Linked DNA regions of Mus musculus: region 2 is linked to region 1. The links are chromatin contacts, called in public promoter capture Hi-C maps. All regions are on one chromosome and are shown on one strand. The core of a region is the stretch at or near the end of the contact, and the rest is flanking DNA. Distances in the headings are between cores, read along the strand shown. Region 1 holds the start of Churc1 (churchill domain containing 1). Region 2 holds the start of Exd2 (exonuclease 3'-5' domain containing 2).

Region 1 (7,697 bases), core at 2,056-4,555:
ACACACAGTGCAGCATAAGTGGCAGTTTAGCTCTGCCAAGTCAAAGTAAACAAGTCCTTCATAGGTCCTGCTTCTCTTAAGATCTGTCAGATGGTTCTGGGCCAGAAGGCTGAAGACAGATGCTCCAACATTTTGAGTAATGGGACTGTTCAAGTCGTCGGCTGTCTCTACAACTTGTTTTAAGTTTTGTAAGCTATGTTTTTGTGCTTCCTATATATTCAGGTAATATTTAATTTATTCTTGGATTTCTGATACAGTTGAAGACTAGTTATAATCATAATACTAATTAAGTTGTTATTATTATAACTTAATTATTAGAGGGATCATAATAATACTTAAGTTGTTGAGCCTTGAGGAAGATGACCTAGGAAGGATGATATTCAGATAATAATACAAGTTAAAGTCAGAACAAAACTCAGGTATAGAACTGTAAACTCTTTCGGTCAGGGTAAATAGTAGAGTACCTTATCTAATTGACAAATATGATGGACTTGATATTAATTGCATATCATACTTTGTAATTTTCATAATTTTTATGATTATGCTCAACTTATGTCTGAAAGAAGAACCCTTTTAAAATTTGGACGGAAAGAGTGAGATGTTGGGAATTGGTTCTAATGCTTTGTCTTATTTTGGCTCCCAAAAGCCATGCTTCCAGAGCTGAGGGTCCCTGCCCCTAGCTGACTTCGATTGGTAATAAAGATTTGCTGTACAGTCAATGTCTGGGCAGGGAGACAGGGCGGGACTTTTAGATTGCTTGGGCAAGGGACCAGGGGAGAGACTGAGGAGAGGGATCAGAGTTAAGAGCTGCAGGAGAAAAGTGATCCAGCTGTACAGGGGGAAAGGGAAAGCAGCCCTGTGGGGGTGGAGGAGGTGCCCAGAAGTTTGCATTTTACATTTGTGTGTTAAGCTAGGAATACTGGAGGGGAGTGTGTGCTAGCCACGGGGAGGTTTAGAAGTGCTCAGTCACTGAGCTAGTCAAAGCATATCAAAATTAGCTGACATGCGTGTGTGTGTGTGTGTGTGTGTGTGTGTGTGTGTGTGTGTCTTTCATTGGCTAATCCAGAGCTCTTGGGCAGGTGCAGTGAGAGACCTATCAGGAGGCAAAGTGGCTTAATTAACTGCTACACTTTCTTCTTCTCTTTTCTCTATATGATCCTATTCCCACATACACATTTATTTCCACACACACATACTAGTGACTACTGATGTGTTTATAAAATGATAAAGAGAGGTGGGGTATGTTCTATGGAGGCATAGAAAGGGGTGTCTCTGTGGGCCCAGGCTGAGGCATCCCTTCCCCCTGAGGGACCAGCCACAGGACCATATAGTATAGAATAGAGTTTATTCAGGGCATGGGGAGGGGAGTCAAGAGGGTAGTAGAGGCAGAGAAAGGCAGAGAAAGAAAGAGTAGAGAAGTAGAGGGGTAGAGACCAGCCATGAGCATGTGGAGAGAGAGGGGAAGAATGGTCGAGAAGACAGAGCAGGGGCAGGAAGACAGGAGCAAGAGAGTGAAGAGGTGGGCAAGCAGCCCCTTTTATAGTGAGTCAGGCACACCTGGCTGTTGCCAGGTAACTATGGGGTGGAGCTTAGAATGCTAACAACTACATTCTGGGTATCATGGAGAACAGCTTTTTTTTCCTTCCTGAGGGTGTATTACCTTACTTAATATTATAAGTCCACTCATTTTCCTACAAATTTTGTGATTTCATTTTTTTTCTTTAGAACTGAATAGTATTTTTTTTCCTGTGTAGCCCTGGTTGTCCTGGAACTCTATCTATAGACCAGGTTGGCCTAAACTGCACAGAGTTTGGCCAGCCTCTGCCTCCCGAGTGTTGGTACTAATGTCATGTGCACCACTGCCCAGCTCCATTTTTTATATAGAGAGATTTTTCATTTTACTTTTATCTGTTGACAGACAACTAGGTTGATCTTAATTCTTGGTAGAGTAAATAAATCAGGAATAAACACAGGGGTGTAAATATTCCTATGTGTTCTGGGTAAATGCCCAGGAATAGAATAACAGGTTCATATGGTGATTCTAGTTTTAACTTTTTGAGTAGTCACCAAACTGATTCTACAATGTCTGTATTTTAATTTGCACTCCCACCAACAGTGACTAACAGTTCCTTTCTCTCCACATCCTTCCCAGCATTTGTCATCAGATTTATTGATGAGAGCCATTCCGACAGGGGTGAGAGGGTATCTAAAAAATAATTTTAATTTGCACTTCCCTGATGTTTGAGGACAATGAACACTTATTGGCCATGTTTTGTTTTTTTTTTTAATTTTGAAAAGTGTCTATTCAATTCATTTGCCCATTTATTGACTGGCAGTTTTGTTTCCTTGGTATTTAGTTTCTGCAATTCTTATAAATTCTGGATATTTGCCTCTTGTTTGAAATATGGCTGGTAAAGATGTTTCCCATGCTGAGGACTGTTTTTTTCTGCTAATTGTGTCCTTTGCTGAATAGAAACTTTTCGTGTAGTCCGTTGATACTAAGGGTTAGTTTCTGTTAGTGTTAGTGTTCCTGTGCTAATTAAAAAGTTCTTGTCCAAAGCAGTGTCTTTTTTAAAAAATTTACTTTTATTTTATGCACATTGCCTGCATGTGTGTTTGTGTTAGGGTGTCAGATCTTGGAGTTACAGACAGTTGTGAGCTGCCATGTGAGTTCTGGGAAGTGAAATTGGGTCCTCTGGAAGAGCATTCAGTGTTCCTAATGGCTAAGCCATCTCTCCAGCCCCTCCAACCCAATATCTTGACAACTATCCCCTATGTTTTCTTCTGGAAGTTTCAGTGTTTCCTGTTTTAGATAATGGGTTTTGATCCATTTTTGAATTGATTTTTGTACAAGGCGTATGATAAGAATCTAATTTAAATAATTTAGTAGGTTCTCGACAGCGCTCTAAGCTTCTCTTCCCAAACACCAGCTTACTCCTTCTCTGAAGTCTGATCTCTTATCTGTTATTATAGCACAAAATGGTATTTAAACTGTCATTTCAGGTTTTTTGAGTCTGGTAAAAATGGAGGCAAGAAGAAACAATTCCCCTTTTTGCTGTACTTCTGTAATTCTTTTTTAATCAGAATTCAAGAAGGCGCCTATTAGAAGTTCTTTCAGGCTCAAAGCCTCTTCCTCTTTTCGACACTTCTTTGAGTCCTCAGATCTTTTCAATACCTGAAGATTTTTGAGTCCAGTCCTCGGTGCACCCTCCTTACCCGGAGACCGCCTAACAACCGTTGCTATGGGCGGAGACTTTTAGCCAGCTGTGGAGTCCTTAGATCGTGTGCGACAAAATCGATATCTCAACTCTCGCGAGGTTTCGCCTTCCGGGTGTCGCTGGGGTCGTTCTCCGAAAACTGCGTGACGATGTGTGGGGACTGTGTGGAGAAGGAGTACCCCAATCGGGTGAGCAAGTGGGCGCGAAGAGCCTCTCGCAGGCTCGGTGTTCGACCGATATTCCTAGACAGGCCAGGGGCCCACTCTGCAGTCCTGTCACCCCAGTGACCCTGAGTACCGGCCGCAGGTTCCCTCTGGTGGCTGACGTCAGCGGTCCTTCCGGTTCTGTTGCTGGGGACAACGGGGAACCCTCAAAATTACCTACCCACCCAAATTGACAGCAGCCTCTGAGGCCCTGACGCGATCCCGGCTTCATCCTCCAGCTCGACTTGATGGAATTCTTTTTACCTCATTCTGTCGCTGAATGAACGTATGAGGTCATTTTAAAATCCACCTTTTTTGAGACAGGTTTTGTGTAGCCCAGGCTGGTTTCGAACTCTCTATGTACCCGAGGAGGATTTTGTTTGACTTTGATCCTCCTTCCACATACCTCTTGAACGCTGGCATTACAAGCGCGCGCCACTGGGCTCAATTTAGAAAATGTTAGGGATGGAAGTGAGAGCTTGGTGCGGAGGCAAGCTTGCCACCGACTGAGCTACACTTCCAGCCTCTGGTTCTAACCCACGTTTGAAGATGGCAGAACTGGTCCCCAGAGAGGACCTATCACCTGCCCAAGTATGAGAGCCGAGACTAGATTGTGATCTCCCTCTCCGCCTCGTCCCGTTCTCTTTTCCTTGCGCCTTCCCTTTCCCCTTCCCTTCTTAGCACTGAGGCCTGACCCCAGCATGTGTCCCTACCAGGCAAGCACTCTGCCAACAGAACTATACCCCCTGCTCTTATTTTAAGCCTTTGCGCCTCTCGGGCTTAGGAGGTTTTGAGGCTTGGCTCTTACTGTTCTTTCAGGGAATCACTACTGCACGTTGATGTGTGTAGAGAGTGCTTGGCTGCTCTGTGAAGGAGTGACTGCCAAGGCTCTGGGGCTGCTTCTGGGCTTGCAATTTGGGGGCATAGGATTGACAGGCTGCTGTTTAAACGTAGTGAAAAGGAAGATTGAGCAGGAATGGGGCTGCGGTGTTCTCCTTCCACATAAGGTGGGTTTGGACGATGATTTAGAGGAGGAAGGATCTGCAGGACAATAGCAAGATGAAGGACCCTTGAGTTGGCTGGGAGGGAAAACATCCTCATAGTTCTTTCTCTTAATAGTTTGTGAGTGATGGGCACACACCTCTAATCCCAGCACTGGGGAGACAGAGGCAAGCAGATCTCCAAGTTCAAGGCCAGCCTGGTCTATAGAGCTAGTTTGAGGACAGCTAGAGCTACACTGAGAAACCCTGTCTTGAAAAAACAACAAAAACCCCACAAAAAGAAAACTTCTTTTTTGAGTTATATGTAAGTCTTTTGAGATTGTTATGTTAGAGGAATTTTCATTATGGTACAACCACTTTGGTTTATAAAGTCATTACCATTCATTATCAAATTTAAATGTCCCCTGGAATGACACAGAAGTGCTTATCCCGGAAAAATGCACGTGCTCTCATCTCCTGGCAACGTGTATAAGAATGCTTGTAAGATCATTATTTGTCGTAGGCCAGAGCAAAACTCGTGTTCGTAAAAGGAAATGTCTTAAGAGTAGGGTTGTGGGCTGGAGAGATGGTTCAGCGGTTAAGAGCACTGACTGCTCTTCTGAAAGTCCTGAGTTCAATTCCCAGCAACCACATGGTGGCTCACAACCATCTGTAATGGAATCTGATGCCCTCTTCTGGTGTGTCTGAAGACAGCTTCAGTGTACTCATATAAAGAGTAGGGTTGTGAGTGTGAATTAGATTTAGAGTATCAGCTCTCAAGTGGAAGCGGTTTGGCAATATCTAGAGACACTTGATTGTCACAGTGAAGGCGCTCCTTGGCATCTAGTGGGTAGAGACCGAGTATTATACTGCAGTGCACAGGACAGCCATCTAACCGAAGGTCTGTATGCCCCAGTGTCAGTAGTGCAGACGTTAAAGAACCCAGAATTACAGCAATGGGAGCACTAGAATCAGATACAGCAGCCTGACTTTAGTCTGACAGTATTGGCGAAAGAACACATGAAGTGCAGCTTTAAATGAAGCAGACTAAATTACAGTAAGACTTTCCTGGTTGGTAAAACAAGAAGTTACTCTAAAGACATTGTGTTGATGGCTGCTAGACAGAGTATGATCGAGAGTGGTTATATAAGGGGCCAGAGAGATTGCTCGGTGATTGGTGCTTTTGCAAAGGACCTGGATTCAGTTCCTGGCATGGCAGCTAGCAACTGTCTATAACTCCAGTTCTGGGGATCCAACTGTCTGGTCTCCATGAGTACTAGGCAGGCATTGATATACATGAAATAACTGTAAATCTCTCAACAACAAAAAGTCGGAGAGAGGCTTCTGGAATATAAGAAGTGGGGGTTTTTTGTTTGTTTTTTTTTTGTTTTTTGTTTTTTTACATAACTGGTGGTTCTGCTGTTTGCTTATAATTATTGTTATGTTTCTGCTTTTATTATTTTTCTATATTGTTTTAGTTCATACTCTTTTTTAAAATTTATTTATTTATTATATGTAAGTACACTGTAGCTATCTTCAGACACTCCAGAAGAGGGAGTCAGATCTCGTTAACGGATGGTTGTGAGCCACCATGTGGTTGCTGGGATGTGAACTCCAGACCTTTAGAAGAGCAGTCGGGTGCTCTTACCCACTGAGCCATCTCACCAACCCTCATACTCTTTTTTTTAATTAGGTATTTTCTTCATTTACATTTCAAATGCTATCCCGAATCCCAAAAGCCCCCCCCATACCCCCCCTTTTTTTTTAATCTAGAAAGGGGTTTTTAATGAGTCTTAATGATGGCCATTGCACACTGGGCACCATGAGGGAAAGTTTCCTGTGGAGGTTATTAACAGAGTTGTTAGGGGCTAGAGAGATAGCTTAGAAGTCAAGAGCATTTAATACTGCAGCAGAGACTCCAAGTTCGTTCCCACCACTCCGGCGGCTCACAGCAGCCTTTAGCTCTGGCTCAGGAGATCCAGTGCTCTCCTCTGGCCTCCACAGGCACTGCACTCATTACTTAGACACAGACAAAGACATCTACACGGTTTTTTATCTTTAAAAAAGACAGTCGGTTCATTCTTTTCTTCCCCTGCCCCCAGAAGTAGCAAGATAACTTTATTCCGGGGAAAATGCTAGTACAGATTAAAGGGAGATGCACTGGGCTGGCACTTGCCCGCCAAGCCCACCAATCTGAGTTCCATCTCTAGGACTCACACAGGGAAAGACCAAGTACTGCAAAGTGTCCTCTGACCTCCACATGTAGAGTAAGTGTGCGCCCGCAAAAGGAAAAGATGGAACAAGCAGAGAGATAGACTGTCATTGGCATTGAAGAGAAAGGACAGAGAAGTGAGTGGAGAGCCTAGAACATGCCATTCTGGTTTTTTTGTTTTTGTTTTTGTTTTTGTGTTTCTGAGACAGAGTTTCTCTGTGTAGCCCTGGCTGTCCTGGAACTCACCCTGTAGACAAGACAGTCCTGGAACTCAGAAATCCGCCTGCCTCTGCTTCCCAAGCGCTGGGATTAAAGGTGTGCACCATCACGCCCGGCTGAATGTGCCATTGTGAAGCTGTCATTCTGTTTGATAATCGAAGGGCCGCCCTGAGGAAGAGTTAAGTGCTTCTTTGCAGTTGGAGAAGGCGGATTTAGAACTAATTAGTGGGTCGATATTAAGACAGTTCCCAGTGCGACTTGAGACCTGGGATGGAGAACTCTGAAGGAATTCAGTGCAGTCTTGTTTACTAGAAGCGAAGTGGCCATTTAATCCCTAGGTTAATTAAATTCAGAATTCTTTTTCCAGAGCCAGGGATTCTTCTTTCAATTAACTGGGACTCATTAAGGCTATGGCATATATTTTTAAAGATTTATTTTGTTATTCTTAATTAAAAGTATATGTGGTATACACCATGGCATATTTTAAAGAATATAAGCCACCATCCACTAATTAAAAAAAAAAAAGAAAAGAAAAGAAAAGAAACAGAAACTTGGTGGGTGGTGGCTCAGGCCTTTTATCCCAGTAGTCAAGGCAGAGGTGGATTACTGAGTTCAAGGCCATCTTGATCTACAGAGTGTGTTCCAGGACAGCCAGGACTACACACAGAAACCCTGTCTTGAAGAAGAAAAAAACCCAAACAACAAAAAGACAGGTTTCTCTACATAGCCTTGGCTGACTTGGACCTCAGTCTGTATAAACCAGCCTGGTTTTATTAGGAAGCTCTTCTGTAAGCAATAAGTGATATTTAGTTATTTATCTTTGGGTAGATGTTTCTCACAGATTAGAATGCACAGAACTAAGGTC
Region 2 (7,697 bases), core at 2,791-5,290, 3.7 Mb after region 1:
CCTACTTTTAACTTCTCCTTTAGCCCACCATCCAGCAGAGGTAGTGGAAGAGAAAAGTTATTAGGATACAGGGGAAGTGTACCTGTTCAACAATAGTTCTTTGGGGGAAGCTCCATCTTCTTACGCAGCAGTTCAGTCCTGTAGCAAACACCAAACACAACTTTGCAGCTGCAGACCAGTCCTCTAGGCAGGCAGGCAGACAGCACACATGAACCAGCCGCTACAGTCCAGTCCAGTCCTTTCAGTCCAGTCCAGTCCTTTCAGCAAACAGACACCAGGCAGCTGCAGTTCAATCCTGAAGAAACCACCAGGATCTCCAACCACCCGAGGTGAGGCCACAGAAGTGGCAAGTTGCCGCAGGAACTTCATGAGCAGTTCTTGGGAGTGTCTCTCTCAACAGCAGTATTATAACATGTTGAGCTCAACAATGCTATGTAAGGCGAACCAATACATGCGTGCGTGCCTTTAGCGAAGAATGGTAAGGCAGAGCAAACCAAACCGAAGCTCAGTGCCCATCTCCCACTGTCTGTGGGGTCATATTTATTCTCCTTCATCAAGAGTTCTTTCACGTGTCTGCTATAGCCAATCATCCTTTCACCTGTGTCTGCTTCAGAAAAACAGTCTTTCAGGTGTTGGCTTTAGCAAGACATCCTTTCAACTGTGTGCCCCAGCAAAGCATCATTTGGCATAAATAACTTTTCTAAGAACTAGAAGTTTCTACTTAAACACAGTTTTGCTGTGTGGCCCTGGCTGTACTGGAACTTGTTGTGTGGACCAGCCTGGCCACGAACTCAGAGATCCACCTGCCTCTGCTTCCAGAGTGCCGAGATAAAAGGTGTGTGTTACCACAGGCTGGCTGAATTTTGTTTTTATTTTGTTTCGAAACAGAGTCTCATTTCTGGCTAGTCTGGAACTTTTTGATCCTCCTGCCTCAGTCTTCTACATGCTGGTTTTGAAGGCTGGTGCCACCATTCCCAGCTCTCAAACTTGCTCGTGCCTGTCCCCTTTATAGAGGACAAGTTAGCTAAATTGGTTCTCATTATCCTTCTGTTTTCTGGCTTTTGGACCATCAGTGGTTTGATCTCCTTTCCTAGGAGAGTCTGAGTTTACAGCAGACAACGACCCAGACCATGTATGAGGGTAGAACTCTGATTCGCAAGCTCTGCAGCAGTCAGCCAGCATGGTCAGGACTTGGTCAGTGAGTTAGCATCCTTATATTTTACTGACACGCCCATTTAAAGACAAGCCAGAGAAAACCAAATCAACCATAGAAAAAGCCAGTCTCATAGTTAATCCAGTAGTAGTAGTAGTAGCAGCAGCAGCAGCCCCTTGTCAATGACCTCTGGGCTCGAGGGGTGGCTCAGTGGGCTAAGAGTCCTTACTGTGAAAACACCAAGGGCTTGAGTGCAAATCCACGCCACTGTGTGGCTGCACCTGTAACCCCAGCACTGGGAGAGGTTGAGACAGGAACATCACTGGAGTGGGCCTTGCTAGCCAGGGAAGGATTTGAGGACTGGAGTTTCATATGCTTATGAGCTGCCATGTGGGTGCTCAAAGATGGAACCCGGATCCTCTGCAAGAGCAGCAAATGCTCACAATCTAGCTCACATCTCTCGAGCCACCCCACCTTGAAGTTTTATATATTTAATACACTTTGTGGGGGCACGGTTGGGATAAAGTCTTGCTTATGCAGCCCTGGCTGGTCTGGAACTTGATATATAAATCAAAGTGGTCTTGAATTTGTAGTAATACTTCTGCTTCAGTACCCCTGCCCCACCCCCACCCAGTGCTGGGATGATAGGTATGTACCACAATACTTGTCCTCTCCTCCCCACCCCGTGTGTGTGTGTGTGTGTGTGTGTGTGTCTGTGTTTTAGACTGGGCCTCCCTCATATAGCTGAGGCTGGCTGAACTTGGTCTTCTTGCCTCCATCTCCCAAGAGCTGGAATTACAGGCTTGTGCCCTGCCACCCAGCTTCAATCTATCACCTTTAACTCTCCTGTGGTGATATTTCTTCTGTGGTCTACATGTCTGTGGCTACATGTCATCTGGCCACTCTTTGCCCTCCAGCTCCAGCAGATCCAGAAGTAGCCTTGTGTTGCCTTCTTGCAAAGCTGGATTTGGAGTTCTTTATCTATTTCAACTCCTCCAAAGAATCTACTAGAACAAAAGCAGGACAGAATGACAGACTTTACTGACCTTTGTCTCTGGAAGATCAAACACCTTAAACTTTTCTCTCTTCCTTAACAACTCTCTTCTATAGTTGTATTCTCCTTCCAAGAACTTTAAATTCTTTGCTGACTCTTCTCTGATTTTCTGTATTCCCTCCTTTCTTCCCTCCCTCCTTCTCTTTTTTTCTTTAAAACCAAGTCTCTAATGTCAGCCAAGCTAGTCCCAAACTCACTACTTGTATGGCCAATGGCCTTGAACTTCTGATCTTCAGGCTTCCCCCTCCCAAGTTCTGGGGTTATAGGCATGTGCCATTTACTTTATATAAAGTGTTGGGATTATAGGCATGTACCACTTACTTTGTATAAAGTCTTAGAGTTTCTTGTCTCCTTGTCATCTTCACCTCAATCCCTTAGTGATTTCCTCCAAAACAAAGAGAATTCATATTTAACCTGTGGGTTGTTCAGTGACTTATCCCTTTGTGTGATGTGTGAGAATAGCACCATGTCTGAGAGGATTTTATAGAGTTCTAAAATTATTATGGGCATTTCCCTCAAATTTCTGTATCTTCAAAAGATGTCCTCTCACTTCTCACATTGTATGTGTGTGTGCTCAAGTGCTACTGTGGATGTTTCCAACCAGCCTCTAAGCTTCTTGAGTGGACAGAAAAAGATGAAAATTTATAAACAAAACAAAACTCCTTCCTTTTTGAGATAGCGTTTCGTGTAACCCAGGCTTACCTCAAATTTATCATTGTAGCCTGAGGTCTAGATCCCCACCACTGCATAAACGGGGTGTGGTGGCCCAAGCCTGCCTGTAATCCTAACACTTGGGAGATGGAAGCTGGAAGATCAGGAATCTAAGGTCACCTTTGCTCACATTTTGAGAGTTGAGAGCCAGATTGTGCTACACAACACCCTGCTTTAACCCCCTTAAAAAAAAAATCAATCCTGAATGAATGGTTTCATATATAGACAATATTGTGGTTGTTATGAGGATATAGGGACCAGGAGAGATGACAACAGTAAAGAGCACTGGTTGCTCTTCTGGAGGACCCAGGTTCAATTAACAGCCCCCACACAATAGCTCAACACTTTCTATAATTTTTTTTCCTTTTCTTTTCTTTCTTTCTTTTTTTTTTTTTTGGTTTTTTGAGACAGGGTTTCTCTGTGTAGCTCTGGCTGTTCTGGAACTCACTCTGTAGACCAGGCTGGCCTCGAACTCAGAAATCCACGCCGGCTCTATAAATCTTTTCCAGGGGCTCAACGCCCTCTTCTGGCATCTTCAGACATGTACGAGAGGGGAGAGGGAGAGAGGGAGAGGGAGGGAGAGAGAGGGAGATGGGGAGAGGGGAGAGAGAGAGAGAGAGAGAGAGAGAGAGAGAGAGAGAGAGAGAGAGGGAGAGAGAGAGAGAGAGAGAGAGAGAGAGAGAGAGAGAGAGAGAGAGAGAGAGAGAGAGAGAGAGAGAGAGATTAATGGCTATAATATATAACGCGAATGAAGAGCACATTCTGTAAACAGTTTCCTTATTTTCCCGCTCGAATATAAGAAAATTAATGGGGGTGGGTGGGTATGGGGGACTTTTGGTATAGCATTGGAAATGTAAATGAGCTAAATACCTAATAAAAAAATGGAAAAAAAATAAGAAAATTAATGTAGTGGAGAAACGCTACCCTGGGTAAAAGAGAAAAAATGTCCTGTGTTGCATTTGTGAGCGAAAGTTCAATAGGCTTCTTCCTTCAAAGCCAAAACCAAAAGACGAAGCGGCATCTCAGAAAACACCACTTTTCTGAAGACATTAAGTCTTCGCAATTATAACCCTCCTTCCCCATCCTTTAACCGAGAACCTGGGGAGGAAATGCTGCCCTAGCGGCTTCCGTACAAAATGGCGCGGCCCATAGGCACACACCACGGGGGTTGTATCCTCCTGGCCAGCCACTGGGCCGGAAGTGGCTACGGCTTTTATGCATCCGGGTGGGTGCGCCCAGACCGCCGCGGGGGTTCCAGCTTGTCAGCGTGGGGTGCCGCAGGTGTTCGGTCGAGGCTGGAGGCCGCAGGTAAGGGAAGCTCGGGTTGGCAAAGTCCTCTCTGGGGTTGTGTGGCAGGCAGAGGGGTTTCCAGCGCGGCTCGAGAGGGTGGTGATGCTGAAGGGACCACTTTGCGCGTGGGCGACTGTTGGGCTGCAGAGGTGCCCAGGCGTTGTTGGCACTGCCCCTCTCCCCGCCCTGAGGCGCGGCCTCTTGGCCCCTCACTCTCGGTGTGGGCGGTTGAGCCCTCAGGTTCGGGGAGGACTCGTCCCGCCATTGGTCCCCAAGCCTTCCCGGGCCGCCCCTTTCCATCCGCCCGTCTCCTCGTCAGGAGCATCCACCAACCCTTCAAGGCTTTCTGACCTCGTCAGTTAAAAAGCAGCCCCCGCCGGGGTTCCTCCGGGCTTCGGGGGACCCGCCCCACCCGGGACCTGCGGGGCCACATCGCTCGCCGCCCGTCGATTTGCTGGGCACCACCTCTGGCTTTGGCTTTTCACCTTTGGCTTTGGCTTTTTTTTTTTGGCGGGGCAGATCAAACTAGAACTTTAAATCTTATTTATTAAAAATGGACAGCTGTTCACCAAAATTCAGACAACTCAAGTATTTATAAGCTTTGGTACACGATTGGACGCAAATTCCCTTATGTAACCATTCCTTAGAAACACAGAACTGTTTTGTTTTTAGTAACTTTTTTTTCTTTTTTTCTTTTTTTTTTTTTCTTTTTTAAAGAACTGGAGTAGTGGGGAGGGGGAGGGTCTCTCGCTATGTAGCCCTTTCTGGCCTGGAACTCAGGGATCTGTTGGCCTCTGCCAAGTGCTGGGATTAAGTCAAGATTTATTTTTGTTTATGTGTGTGCGTTATTTGGAGCCGGAGTTGCAGCCGCCTGTGAGCTGCCTGGTGGGAGGGAGTGTGCTAGGAGCTGAATTTGCGTCCTCTGGAAAAGTAGCTGGTGCTGTTGAATTATTTTGTTGAAAATACATCTTTTTCTCTTCACATAATATATTCCGACTGTGGTATCCACTTCCTCCACCCCTTCCAGTTCCTCCCCACCTCCCTTCCCATCCGAATCCACTCCCTTTCTGTCTCAATTAGAAAACAAACAGGCTTCTAAGGGGTTATAATAAAATCGAACAAAATAAAATATAAGCTAAATAAAACCATCAAATCAAAATTGGACAAGACAAACAGCAAAGACACCAAGAGAAGACATACGAGTCAGAGACCTGCTTGTTTGAATCCTCAGGGATCCCATAAAAACACTAAACTGGAAGCTGTAACTTAGTGGAGGACCTGTTGAACTCCTGCGTGGGCCCTGGGCATGAAGCCCCAGCCTCTCATGAGTTCCTATGAGCTTTGTTGAGTTCATGTAGAGGGTCTTGTTTTTTAGTGTCCTTCATCCCCTGTGGCTCTTACACTCTTTCCACCTCCTCTTTGGGGTGTGGGGTCCCTAAGCCCTGAGGGGAAGGGTTTGATGGGAGGCACCACATTTAGAGCTGAGTGTTCGAGGTTTGTCACTGTCTTAGTTAGGGTTTTACTGCTGTGAACAGACACCATGACCAAGGCAAGTCTTATAAAAACAACATTTGATTGGGGCTGGCTTACAGGTTCAGAGGTTAAGTCCATTATCATCAAGGTAGGAGCATGGCAGTATCCAGGCAGGCATGGTGCAGGCAGAGCTTAGAGTTCTATGTCTTCATCCAAAGGCTGCTAGTGGAAGACTGACTTCCAGGCAACTAGGGTGAGGATCTTAAGCCCACGCCCACAGTGACCCATCTATTCCAACAAGGCCACACCTCCAAATGGTGCCATTCCCTGGCCCAAGAATATACAAACCATCACAGTCACTCTGCACAGTGTCCAGCTGTGGGTCTCAGTATTCACATTCTGCTACAGGAGAAAACTCTTGATAAAAGCTGAACTGATCTAGGAGTATAGCAGTATGTCATTAGGAGTCATTTTACTGCCTCCCCCTTTATGAAGAGTGGTATTTGTTCTCACCCAGGTCCCTGGATTATCTAGTTTCTTGCTGTTGGTCACCACAAGCAATGTTGGGTATAGGTTCCATCTCAGAGAGGGAGCTTTAAGTCAGATGAGATGTTGGTCAGTTATTCCATGAGCTTTGTTGTCACCACTGCCCTAGCATATTTTGGAGGCAGGACGCCACTGTAGATCAGAGGATTTGTGGCTGGCTTGATGTTTCTCTTTTGGTGGCATGTAGAGTACTTTCCTTCCTGTACCAAAGGCACTAAACCATAGGGGTGAAGGCTCTACGTGGGCGCTAGCTTGTTTCTCCATGTTCAGTGAGTTCAGCAGTGGGGCTTTGGAGTTAGTTTCTGGAGAGCAACCCATAGTCTTGGCAACAGACTCAGTTGTTTGGGGATGAGACGTCTTTGGCCAACAATTCAATTAGGTGTAACCCAGTCCTAGTACCAGAAGCTTCATTTGGTGACAAGGTACCTGGCTGGGACTCTGTCTCCCCCATTATTTGGCTATTATATTTAGATCATCTTTATATATTTATTTATTGTAGGAAGCTTCTATTGTATTTGGTTTCCATACTAATTTTAATTGTCTCCCCCATATTCCCTACCTCTTCCCACTTGATTCTCCTGTTCTAGCCCCCACCTCATCCATCTATAACTATTCTGTTTTCTTTTCCTAACGAGAGCTTTCTATCCCCCTTATACCCCAACTCTATATCTAATCTTAGTGGTTCTATGGACAGTAGCTTGGTTATCATTGACTTAACTAATATCTACATATAATTGAATATTCACTATATGCAAGTGCTAACTGAAATAATTATATACAATAATGAATTTTATTATAACATTTTCATACATGTATACTACCTATTTATGTGTATTGTGATGATAAAAGAGATAGCAACTAAAAAGTTTTAATAATTATCTAAATTAAAAAGCATAGTAAAAAAGTTATAAAGAAAAAGTATTTAGTCAAGTTTAGTTTGTTTCCTTTTCCTTCTTTCTTTCTTTCTTTCTTTTTTTTTTTTTTTTTTTTTTTTTTTGGTTTTTCAAGACAGGGTTTCTCTGTGTAGCCCTGGCTGTCCTGGAACTCACTCTGTAGACCAGGCTGGCCTTGAACTCAAAAATCTGCCTGCCTCTGCCTCCCAAGTGCTGAGATTATAGGCATGTGCCACCACTGCCCGGCTAGTTTGTTTTCAAAGCATACTCTAAAATACTTTTTAAAATTGCAGTCCATATATATGATCTTTAAAAGTCATGTAAAATATTTAAACAAAACATCCTCTTTGAATACTCTCTTCTCATCTGTATCTTTACTTAAAAAAAAAAAAGAAGAAAGAAATGTTTGTGGATTTGTTTTTTGAGACAAGGTCTCACTGTATAGTCCTAGATGGCCTTGAATTTACAGATAGTCTCTGCCTCCTGGGAAAAGGCCTGAACCACCATGTCCAGCTGGGTTTTTAAAAATTTTTATTCTTAGCTGGGCAGTGGTGGCACACGCCTTTAATCCCAGCAC

What was found. Promoter capture Hi-C pulls out the DNA fragments that hold promoters and counts their contacts.
Region 2: a promoter capture Hi-C map of cranial neural crest shows a contact between it and region 1. The contact joins the promoter of Exd2 here to the promoter of Churc1 in region 1.

What each region holds. Positions count from the first base shown.
Region 1 is chr12:76,762,233-76,769,929 of GRCm38.p6, forward strand. It overlaps Churc1 (churchill domain containing 1), which reads left to right and starts at 3,306. Exons shown (of 4, transcript NM_206534.2): 1 at 3,306-3,406. The coding sequence starts at 3,368.
Region 2 is chr12:80,459,055-80,466,751 of GRCm38.p6, forward strand. Exd2 (exonuclease 3'-5' domain containing 2) reads left to right here and starts at 4,041. Exons shown (of 9, transcript NM_133798.3): 1 at 4,041-4,226. Gm46363 (a long non-coding RNA gene) reads right to left here and starts at 72. Exons shown (of 2, transcript XR_001780646.1): 1 at 1-72.